2 separate regions of the Mus musculus genome follow, and region 1 is linked to region 2. The links are chromatin contacts, called in public promoter capture Hi-C maps. All regions are on one chromosome and are shown on one strand. The core of a region is the stretch at or near the end of the contact, and the rest is flanking DNA. Distances in the headings are between cores, read along the strand shown. Region 1 holds the start of Zdhhc1 (zinc finger, DHHC domain containing 1). Region 2 holds the start of Carmil2 (capping protein regulator and myosin 1 linker 2).

Region 1 (4,333 bases), core at 296-2,795, 190 kb before region 2:
GTAACAGAGGGCAGCAGGGACCAGAAACCAAATCAAGGGAAGGAGGCAAGGGTTGCTGACTTCTAACCAGGAAATCAACTGGTGATTGTAGGAGCCAGCCTCGGGGAACACCCACCAAGAAAAGTCATTAAGAACAAAGGGTGACAGAACAAAGTAAGAAAAACAATAGGGGGAGAAAAATCTAGGCTAATTAAACACCACAGCTGCTTTTATTACATCTCCTGGTGATTATCTGTATACAGCTGGTCTCCCACAACCAAAACATCAGCTCCACAAAAGGAGTGACCACCCTCATCTAACCTAGCTCGCCCTTGGTAAAGGAAGTGAAGCCACCCACTTCTTACCAGCTCTGCTACCCTAAGATCACTGAGCCCTTATGCTGTTTCCATAATAACAGCCGTTGCTGCCACTTAGAAGGCACTTATTCTACGCCAGGCGCTGCTTGAAGCGCTTACACAGAAATTCACTTAATTCAATACTCTGAGGTAGCCCTATGATTTCAAACTGTTCCCACAGATCTCTAGTCCTTGGTCTCATATGTGGCCTCCCCCATCCACCCCACCTCCACGATCCCCTGTTACTTTGTCTCATGACACGTGACACGAGAACATGACAACAACACTCCGTATGCACAGATGAGGACCGGGAGAGATTTGTGGGTTCCAGGAGGCTCGGCTACACTCGCTGCACTATGGTAATCTTCAAATGATTTCTGCTCAGCAGACAGAGAGGATAAAGCCCTTTTGAAAATTTGAAACTCATTAAACGCTTCAGGGACTCCCTTCACGTTCTGGGATAAAAGTTGAAAACCCTCACTTTAGGAACTACCCTAGCATTTCCGTCCCATACTATACTAATGCTCTGCTACCTGGACTTTTTTGTTCGCTTTTCCCTCTTTCAGAAACACCCTTCCCCTAGTCGCAATTCCGGCTCCTTCCCAGCCTCCGTGTTTAAGCATCACCTTTAGGGCCCACCCGAACCCTTAATGAGACCTGAAATTACTCTAGTCACGTGTCTGGCGCCTGTTTCCCCAACCCATCACTTAATTCTCTGTGGGTTGCGAAGGCTGAAGGCTCGGAGGCCCGACGCATGGCACATTGCCTGGCGATCGGTGGGCGCTCAGTGCGGATCTATGGCCCTGATTAATGATAAAAGGAAGTCCCGCGCTCCACTGGGTCGGCGAAACCCAGCAGCAGGCCGAGACAGGCCCAGAGTCCCGCCAGGCACCGGCGCAGCGCGGGCCGGTGGCTCAGGCCAAGCTCGGAGGTGAGAAACGCTGCAGCCGCTCCTCACCTGCGCGTGGTGGCAGCCGCGCCAGATGCGGCCTGCCAAGGTCAGCCAGCGGCTCGGCCCCGCCCTGCCCGTCCACCCTCCCCAGGGCGGCCGCACTTCAGACCGTCCGGGCAAAGTCGGTCCCCCGGACACGGAGGAGACGCGTCCCGGAGCGCGGCTCCATCCCGGACGGAGGTTGGGCCTCAGAGTCCTTCCGCCTTAGCAAGGACCCGCTGGCAGTGCAGCCGTGCCAGGCCAAGGCAGGCTGGGCCTTGCCCGGCGCGGGGCCCGTTCCCCTGGCAACAGCGCGAACTACGGCGCCCCACAGCGGCCAAACCGCGCTGCGTCACTTCGCAGGAGCATCGTGGCTCTGGGCGGAGTTTGCCAAGTGCCCCCTGACTCTAAAGCATGCCCACTCTCATTTTCCCCCATAACCTTTCACAGGGAAAATACACTCTCTTCCACCTCCCATCTACAATTTGTCTTCCAAGAATCCTACTCTCCTCAAAACGTGTCATGTATCTAGTTTCTCCTCTAAATCACTCTTGGGAAGACCCCAACTAATCTAGGGTTTTTGCTCATTTTCTTTTATTTTAAATTGTGTGTGAGTGTGTGTACATGTGCGCGCACGTGTGCATGTGTGTATTAGAAACAGGGTCACATGCTGGCCTCAAATTTGCGATTCTCCCACCTTTGCCTCCCAAATTTGCTGGAATTCTAGTAAAGATATGGCTGCTGCACTCTCAAAGTATGTGTTAAGTGCCAGGCACATCATGAGGAGCACTCAGGGATTCCTGCCCTTGAAGGAAATAACAGGTTGAAGGAGACAGACCTAAACAAATGCCTTACCCAACTGAAAATGTGAGCAACTACAATGTAAGGTGTGAAGTATAAGAATTTAGTATTGATAACACAAAATGTCTAATTTTTTTCTTCAAATGTTTTGTTTTTTGTTTTGGGGGGTTTTATTGTTTTTGTTTAGGGGTGTGATGGGGATTGAGACAGAGTAGTAGCCCTGGCTGACCTGAAACTCACTATGTAAACCAGGCTGGCCTCAAACTCACAGATCTGCCTGCCTCAGGCTCCAGAGTGTTAGAATTGAAGCATGTGCCACCACATGCTTTTTTTAAGAAAAGATTTATTTGAGGGGAGCTGAAGAGATGGATCATAGGTTAAGAGTAATGGCTGTTCCTCCAGAGGTCCTGAGTTCAATTCCCAGCAACTGCATAGGGGGTGGGGTGGGGTGTTCATAACCATTTATAATGGGATGTGATTCCCTCTCCTAGTGATATATATATATCACTCATATATATAAAATAAATAAACAAACCTTTAGAAAAAGATTTATTTGTGGGTCAGGGGGAGTCAGAGAGATGGCTCAGCAGTTAAGAGCACTAAGCACTCTTCCAAAGGACCCAGGTTCAAACCCTAGCACATGTATGACAGCTCACAACTGTCTGTAACTCCAAGATCTGACACTCTCACACAGACACACATGCAGGCAAAACACCAATGCACATTTTTTTTTTAAAGATTTATTTATTTATTATATGTAAGTACACTGTAGCTGTCTTCAGACACTCCAGAAGAGGGAGTCAGATCTTGTTACAGATGGTTGTGAGCCACCATGTGGTTGCTGGGATTTGAACTCCTGACCTTCGGAAGAGCAGTCGGGTGCTCTTACCCACTGAGCCATCTCACCAGCCCACCAATGCACATTTTAAAAAATTAAAATAAAAAGACTTGTTTGGGGGCCAGGAATGACAGCTCATGCCTTTGATCCCAGCACTCTGGAGGCAGAAGCAAGAGGATCTCTGTGAGTTTAAGTCCAACCTGGTCTATATAGTGAGTTTCAAGCCACTCAGGGCTATGTAGTTAGATTCTGTCTGGAAAAAGACAATTATTATTATTACTATTTATTATATGTGTTTGTGTCTGTACTCCATGGAGCCAAAGATGTCAGGGCCTGTTGGAGCTGGAATTACAGGTGATTGTGCTGGGTGCTGGGAGCCAAACACAAGTCCTCTACAAAAGAAATACAGGCTGCTGACCACTGAGCCATTGCTCCAGCCCCAAAAGATCTAAATTCTTTATTGCCCTTAAATCAAGCATAATTCCTTTTAGAAGCTCCCATCTTCAAATTCAATATAGGTCTCCTCCACTAGACTCTCTCGTCCCAGATTACTCCAAAGGACTTAGAAACACACACACACACACACACACACACACACACACACACACACACACACCACACTCTCCTGTCAGGATTCCTCTCTGCTACTGCCCCAGGCTACAGAGATTTTCTAGTTAGAACTCTGGGGGCCCCTTCTGGAACTTCTAGGGGACAGAACCTCTCTCTCTCTCTCTCTCCCCTTAGCCTGGCAGCACTCATATTACTCCTAGCACTGGAAGGCAGAGGCAGGGAGATCTCTGTGAGGTTGAAGCCAGCCTGGTCTACATAGTGAGACCCAGGACAGTTTTGAAAGCTCTAAAATGGTAAGTTCCTGGGGTAGCTACCCCACACTGGGCAGATAGGAACAGAAAGTGTATCTATCACTACAAATATGTAAGTCACATGTGTGAAGTAAATGTGACATAATTCTGCTCTGTCACATGCCAATCTGGGTCCTTATGCAAGTTAACCTCTCTATAATTTAAATTCTTGCTTTTAGGACTGACTGATAAAGCTCAAATTTGAAGATAATATCAAGGTTATTCTGGCTTCAGAAACACATATGACTCCTCAGTTGTTATCTGGAAACAGAGAACCCAGAGTCAGATAGAGAAATGAAGATGGAGGAAGGGTTAATTAATGTCCCCAGCAAGGAAAGAGACTCAGAGTCATAGCCTTCTACACCCCAGAGTCTCCTACCTCCAGGATACATCTCCTGCATGTCTAAAGAGCATCCTGCATGCAACAGATCCCTATATTCCTTCTTAGATTTTTTTTTTTTTACCGAAAACCCTGGTCCTCCTGGAGAGCACTACTCCAACTGAGCCTTTTGGGAAGAAGCACTATCAAGCTCCTTAGCAGCCCATCTCAGAGGCATCTTCACAAACA
Region 2 (4,263 bases), core at 1,022-3,521:
ACATCGCAGAGTTGCCATGGTAAACAAGACACACATCTCAAAGGAAACATTGAAGCCGGGCATGCTAGCACACCACTACAATACCAGCACTGGGGAGGAGGAGGCAGCAGTTCCAAGGCTCTGTAGCTCCCACCATTCCATCTACTTGGAAGTGAAGCAGAAAAGATCGCTACAAGTTTAAACCCAGCATGGACTACTTAGTACCCGGCAGCCAGGGATGGCAAGACACTATGCCAACAAAAAGGGGACTGGAGAGATGACTCAGTGCTTATGAGTACTTGCTGCTCCTGCAGAAGACTGGAACTTGGTTCCCAGCACCCACTGCAGACAGGTCACAACTACCTATAGGTGACCTGATGCCCTTCCGGGCTCTGTGGGCACCCATACACAGATACACACACACACAAAATTAAGTTCTGAGAATAATTAGTGTCAAAAGCTTCCAAAAGACTAGTGAGGTTAGGTGTCAAGAAAAACTCATTTACTTTGCTTTCAAAACCCACATTCTTCACAATAACGTGCACGAGAGTAAATTTTGTCACCCTATAAGTCATTTGTGACTTCAGATGGCCTTAGAGTTAAATTTCAGGCTCGGGCTAAGAGGCATAGGGGCCTTCTGGTTCTGCAGCTCTTTTGTATCAGCTCCAGCGAGGCCGTCCCTGTCGGCCTTTATATGTCATACCATATACTTGCCTAAGTGTCACTGCCTTCCTCCAAGTTGTTTCTCCTTTATATCTACTTTCCACCTTCTATGTTTCGGTGGAAGTTGGCAAGTCGGCAAACATGTTAAAGGGCTGTCGCTTCACAGCACAAGAAATTGAACTCCGGTTTCATGTAGATAAATACTACTGCCATTAGCCATTTTATTTTGAAGACACGGGGTCTCTCTGTGTTGTCCAGGTTAGCCAGAAAGTCCTGGGCTTAACATGAACCAGAGTGACTGGGACTTGGTGGAGAGGGTCCCGCTTAGAGGACACTCCCAAGTCATCCTCTGTCTGGGAAAGGTAGAGATGGGACAGAAGCCTAAGAGATTATAATACATAGTTGCTTCTGCTCTCCAAGACTTTGTCTTTCTCTTTTGCTGAACTGTGGGTAGGGCAGTTAGAAGTGGGATTTAATGAAGTCTGTGGGGTGGGGGTGTGTGGGTAAGATCTGAATCAGCCCCTTTTGTAGGGTAGCATGCTTCTGGCTAGTATACTCATCCCAGCTCTAGGCTCAAGTGAATCCTCCCTGAACTTCAATGCAGACAACCTGAGAACACAAATACCAGCACCAGCCTTCAGTGAGATTCAGGTCATAAATTAGCTACAGATGTTCCCAAAGAGCCCGCATCTAAATGAGAGGAACCTGTTACAAAGGATTATGGCTAATCTGGTTTTTGAGACAAGGACTATAGACCAGAATGACCTCAAACTCAAGAGTCCTCCTGCCTGGACCTCCCAATTAAAAGCAGGCACCAACCATGGTCCAGTCAAAAAGTCTGGCACACCTCTAAAAAGTGCAGCCCAGGCCGGGTGGTGGTGGCGCACGCCTTTAATCTCAGCACTTGGGAGGCAGAGGCAGGTGGATTTCTGAGTTCGAGGCCAGCCTGGTCTATACAAAGTGAGCTCCAGGACAGCCCAGGCTACGCAGAGAAACCCTGTCTCGGGGAGAAAAAAAAAAAAAAAAGGGTGCAGCCCAGCCTCTTTTCTTCCTGCCTGTTTTTACAGTGCTGGGATTACAAATAGGTTGCCAGACTCTTAAATTCGTATCTGAGCAGGGCAGAACCTTGGGTGGTGGGTAATTTTTACTGCACAGAGACACAACTGCTCTGGCTTCCTTTGAGTTACTCCAACCTACCCAACCTGTGTCTTGGGATAGATCAAGTTAGTTAGGCCTTTGGCATCCCCTGGAGGGTGGCGTCCCCTGGTGTTTGCGCCCGGGACTACGGGGCAGGGTGGAAGTAGGGCACCAGGCAAGGGGTGAAAAGGCAAGACCCTCTCCCCTACACACCACACCCATGAGTACCCGAGTACGCGGAAGGAAAAGTCCCTGAGCGACAGCAACAGTCAAGATTCGACCATCCTCCCACAACCTCCCACCCGGGGCGAACTCAGCCAACGAAGCCGGGGCGGGGAGGGGCCGGGCCGGGGGCGGCCTGGCAGGAAGAAGCGCGTACCTTCCGCTGCAGGAGGAGCAGGTGGCTGCACTGCTGCCTGGGCCCCTGGCTTCCTGTGTACGCTCCTGCCGGCTGCTTTTTCCCGCCAGAGCTCATTGGGCCGTCCCGGCCCTATGGCACAGACCCCAGACGACATATCCTGTGAACTGCGAGGTAAGCCCTGGGAGCCCACCTGGCCATGAAGAGCCTGACTCCAAACCAGACCTCTCCTCTCGGCGCCTTAGGGAACTTGACCAGGGGTTTTTGTTCTGGAGGGAGGGCCAGTGCCTAAAAGTCCGCTTCATTTCTTCCTAGCTGATCCACACATGAATACCTGGGCACTCAGTCTAGCACAGACCTTGGGCACAGAGTGGCCCTAATAGAGGAGCCAAAGTCACCCAGTAGACTGTCTTTCCACAGGCGAGATCACCAGGTTCCTGTGGCCCAAGGAGGCGGAGCTGCTGTTGAAAACCTGGCTTCCCCAGGAGGGTGCCGAGCAAAGCCATATCCTGGTATGGTAGCCAGGAGTGAAGCTCAGGACAGTGGCCAGACCCTGCACAAAGAAACTTGATTTCCCTAGAGTATTAGTCTTTTGTCTCCCCCCAGGCACTGCTTCGATGGAGGGCATATTTGCTGCACACCTGCCTTCCCCTGAGGGTGAGTCCCAGGCCGGGCCAACACCCCTTCCCCTTCAGCAAGGGACTGCCTTGCGCAGCTGTCTTCTTTGCCCATGCTGGCTTTTACTTTCCAACAGCAGACAGGAGGGAAGTCTGGGCAGGTCTAGCTCAGGATGCCACAAAATCATGGGCTGTGGAGAGAGGACCTGGGTTCAATTCTCCCACCACCAGGTGGGCTCACAAGTGGTTGGAACTCTAGTTCGAAGGCACCCACCACCGTCTTCTGGCATCTTTGGGAACCAGGCACACAAGAGTGGTACAGAGACAAACATGCCAGCAAACACCCAATAGTACAATTTTTAAATTTTAAGAACAAGCTAGGAGGTGGTGGTGCACGCCTTTAGTCCTGGCACTAGGGAGACAGAGGCAGGCAGGCCTGGTCTACAGAGTGAGCTCCAGGACAGCCAGGTCTACACAGAGAAACCCTGTCTCAGGAAAGAGAAAGAAAGAAAGAAAGAAAGAAAGAAAGAAAGAAAGAAAGAAAGAAAGAAAGAACGAACTAGGCTCAAGAGAGTAGCAACAGTCAGTTGGAATGACTCTGATGCTTTCCAGGTGGACTGTACATTCAGCTACCTGGAGGTCCAGGCCATGGCACTACAGGAAACACCCCCTCGGGTAAGAAAGCTGGACCCCAACTTGAACATACACTCCGCTTGATCATTTATTCCTACACATATCACTCTGAATGGACAGCGCTTCCACCACACAGGGATCCAAAAGGCTCCTCCTTCCCCAGGTCACCTTTGAGCTGGAGTCCCTGCCTGAACTGGTCCTGGAGTTTCCCTGTGTGGCTGCCCTCGAACAGCTGGCTCAGCATGTAGCTGCTGCCATCAAAAAGGTCTTCCCTCGCTCAACCCTTGGGTGAGGCTTAGAAAATCCAAGGGGTGGGGCAGGGCCTCAGTGAAAGCTTTTCATCCTTCAAGGAGCTAGAAGTCCCTTTTGCCTCTTCTCCTTATCCCCTGCCTAGGAAGCTATTCCGGAAGCCCACACCCTCGTCTCTGCTGGCTCGACTGGAGAGAAGCCATCCCTTAGAGTCCACCATACCCAGCAGTCCGTGCGGTGAGGGCCAAGTCAGAGCCGCATAAACCTTCCAGTTTGCCTCCATGCAATCCTAGTCTCTTGGTATTGGGGGGGCTCCCCAAAGTGAACAGGGCCACTTTTATCACTGCCGCCATCTACTATGGGGCTGACCTTCCCCTGTCTCTGACTTAGTGCCTGTCTGTTTCCCTATCACTCCCCCGACACCTCTCTAGGTGGCTTCTTGGAAACATACGAAGCTCTGTGCGATTACAATGGCTTCCCATTCCGAGAGGAGATTCAGTGGGTGAGGGTAGGGCCCTTTTGGGGGAGTTCTGGGGATGTTTGACGCCCCTTGTGTGTGCTAAGCCCCTCTACCCTTTGTGGCCCCAGGCTAGCTGTGACTTTTTTTCTTTACATCTAGGATGTGGA

Evidence for each region. Capture Hi-C pulls out chosen DNA fragments and counts their contacts.
Region 1: a contact with region 2 is called in a promoter capture Hi-C map of pancreatic islet. The contact joins the promoter of Zdhhc1 here to the promoter of Carmil2 in region 2. A contact is called at or near these places in 4 of 39 promoter capture datasets (cranial neural crest, embryonic stem cells, hematopoietic stem and progenitor cells and 1 more), 3 of 484 Hi-C or Micro-C datasets (embryonic stem cells and liver), 3 of 115 datasets of contacts at active chromatin or transcription factors (embryonic stem cells, epiblast stem cells and memory CD8 T cells) and 3 of 9 other capture datasets (adipose tissue, liver and pancreatic islet).

The regions. Positions count from the first base shown.
Region 1 is chr8:105,495,517-105,499,849 of GRCm38.p6, forward strand. It overlaps Zdhhc1 (zinc finger, DHHC domain containing 1), which reads right to left and starts at 1,546. Exons shown (of 14, transcript NM_175160.5): 1 at 1,294-1,546.
Region 2 is chr8:105,684,003-105,688,265 of GRCm38.p6, forward strand. Carmil2 (capping protein regulator and myosin 1 linker 2) reads left to right here and starts at 2,272. Exons shown (of 39, transcript NM_001357333.1): 1 at 2,272-2,311; 2 at 2,558-2,649; 3 at 2,744-2,794; 4 at 3,367-3,429; 5 at 3,551-3,675; 6 at 3,782-3,873; 7 at 4,068-4,138; 8 at 4,256-4,263. The coding sequence starts at 2,272. Gm33578 (a long non-coding RNA gene) reads right to left here and starts at 2,218. Exons shown (of 2, transcript XR_387987.3): 1 at 2,159-2,218.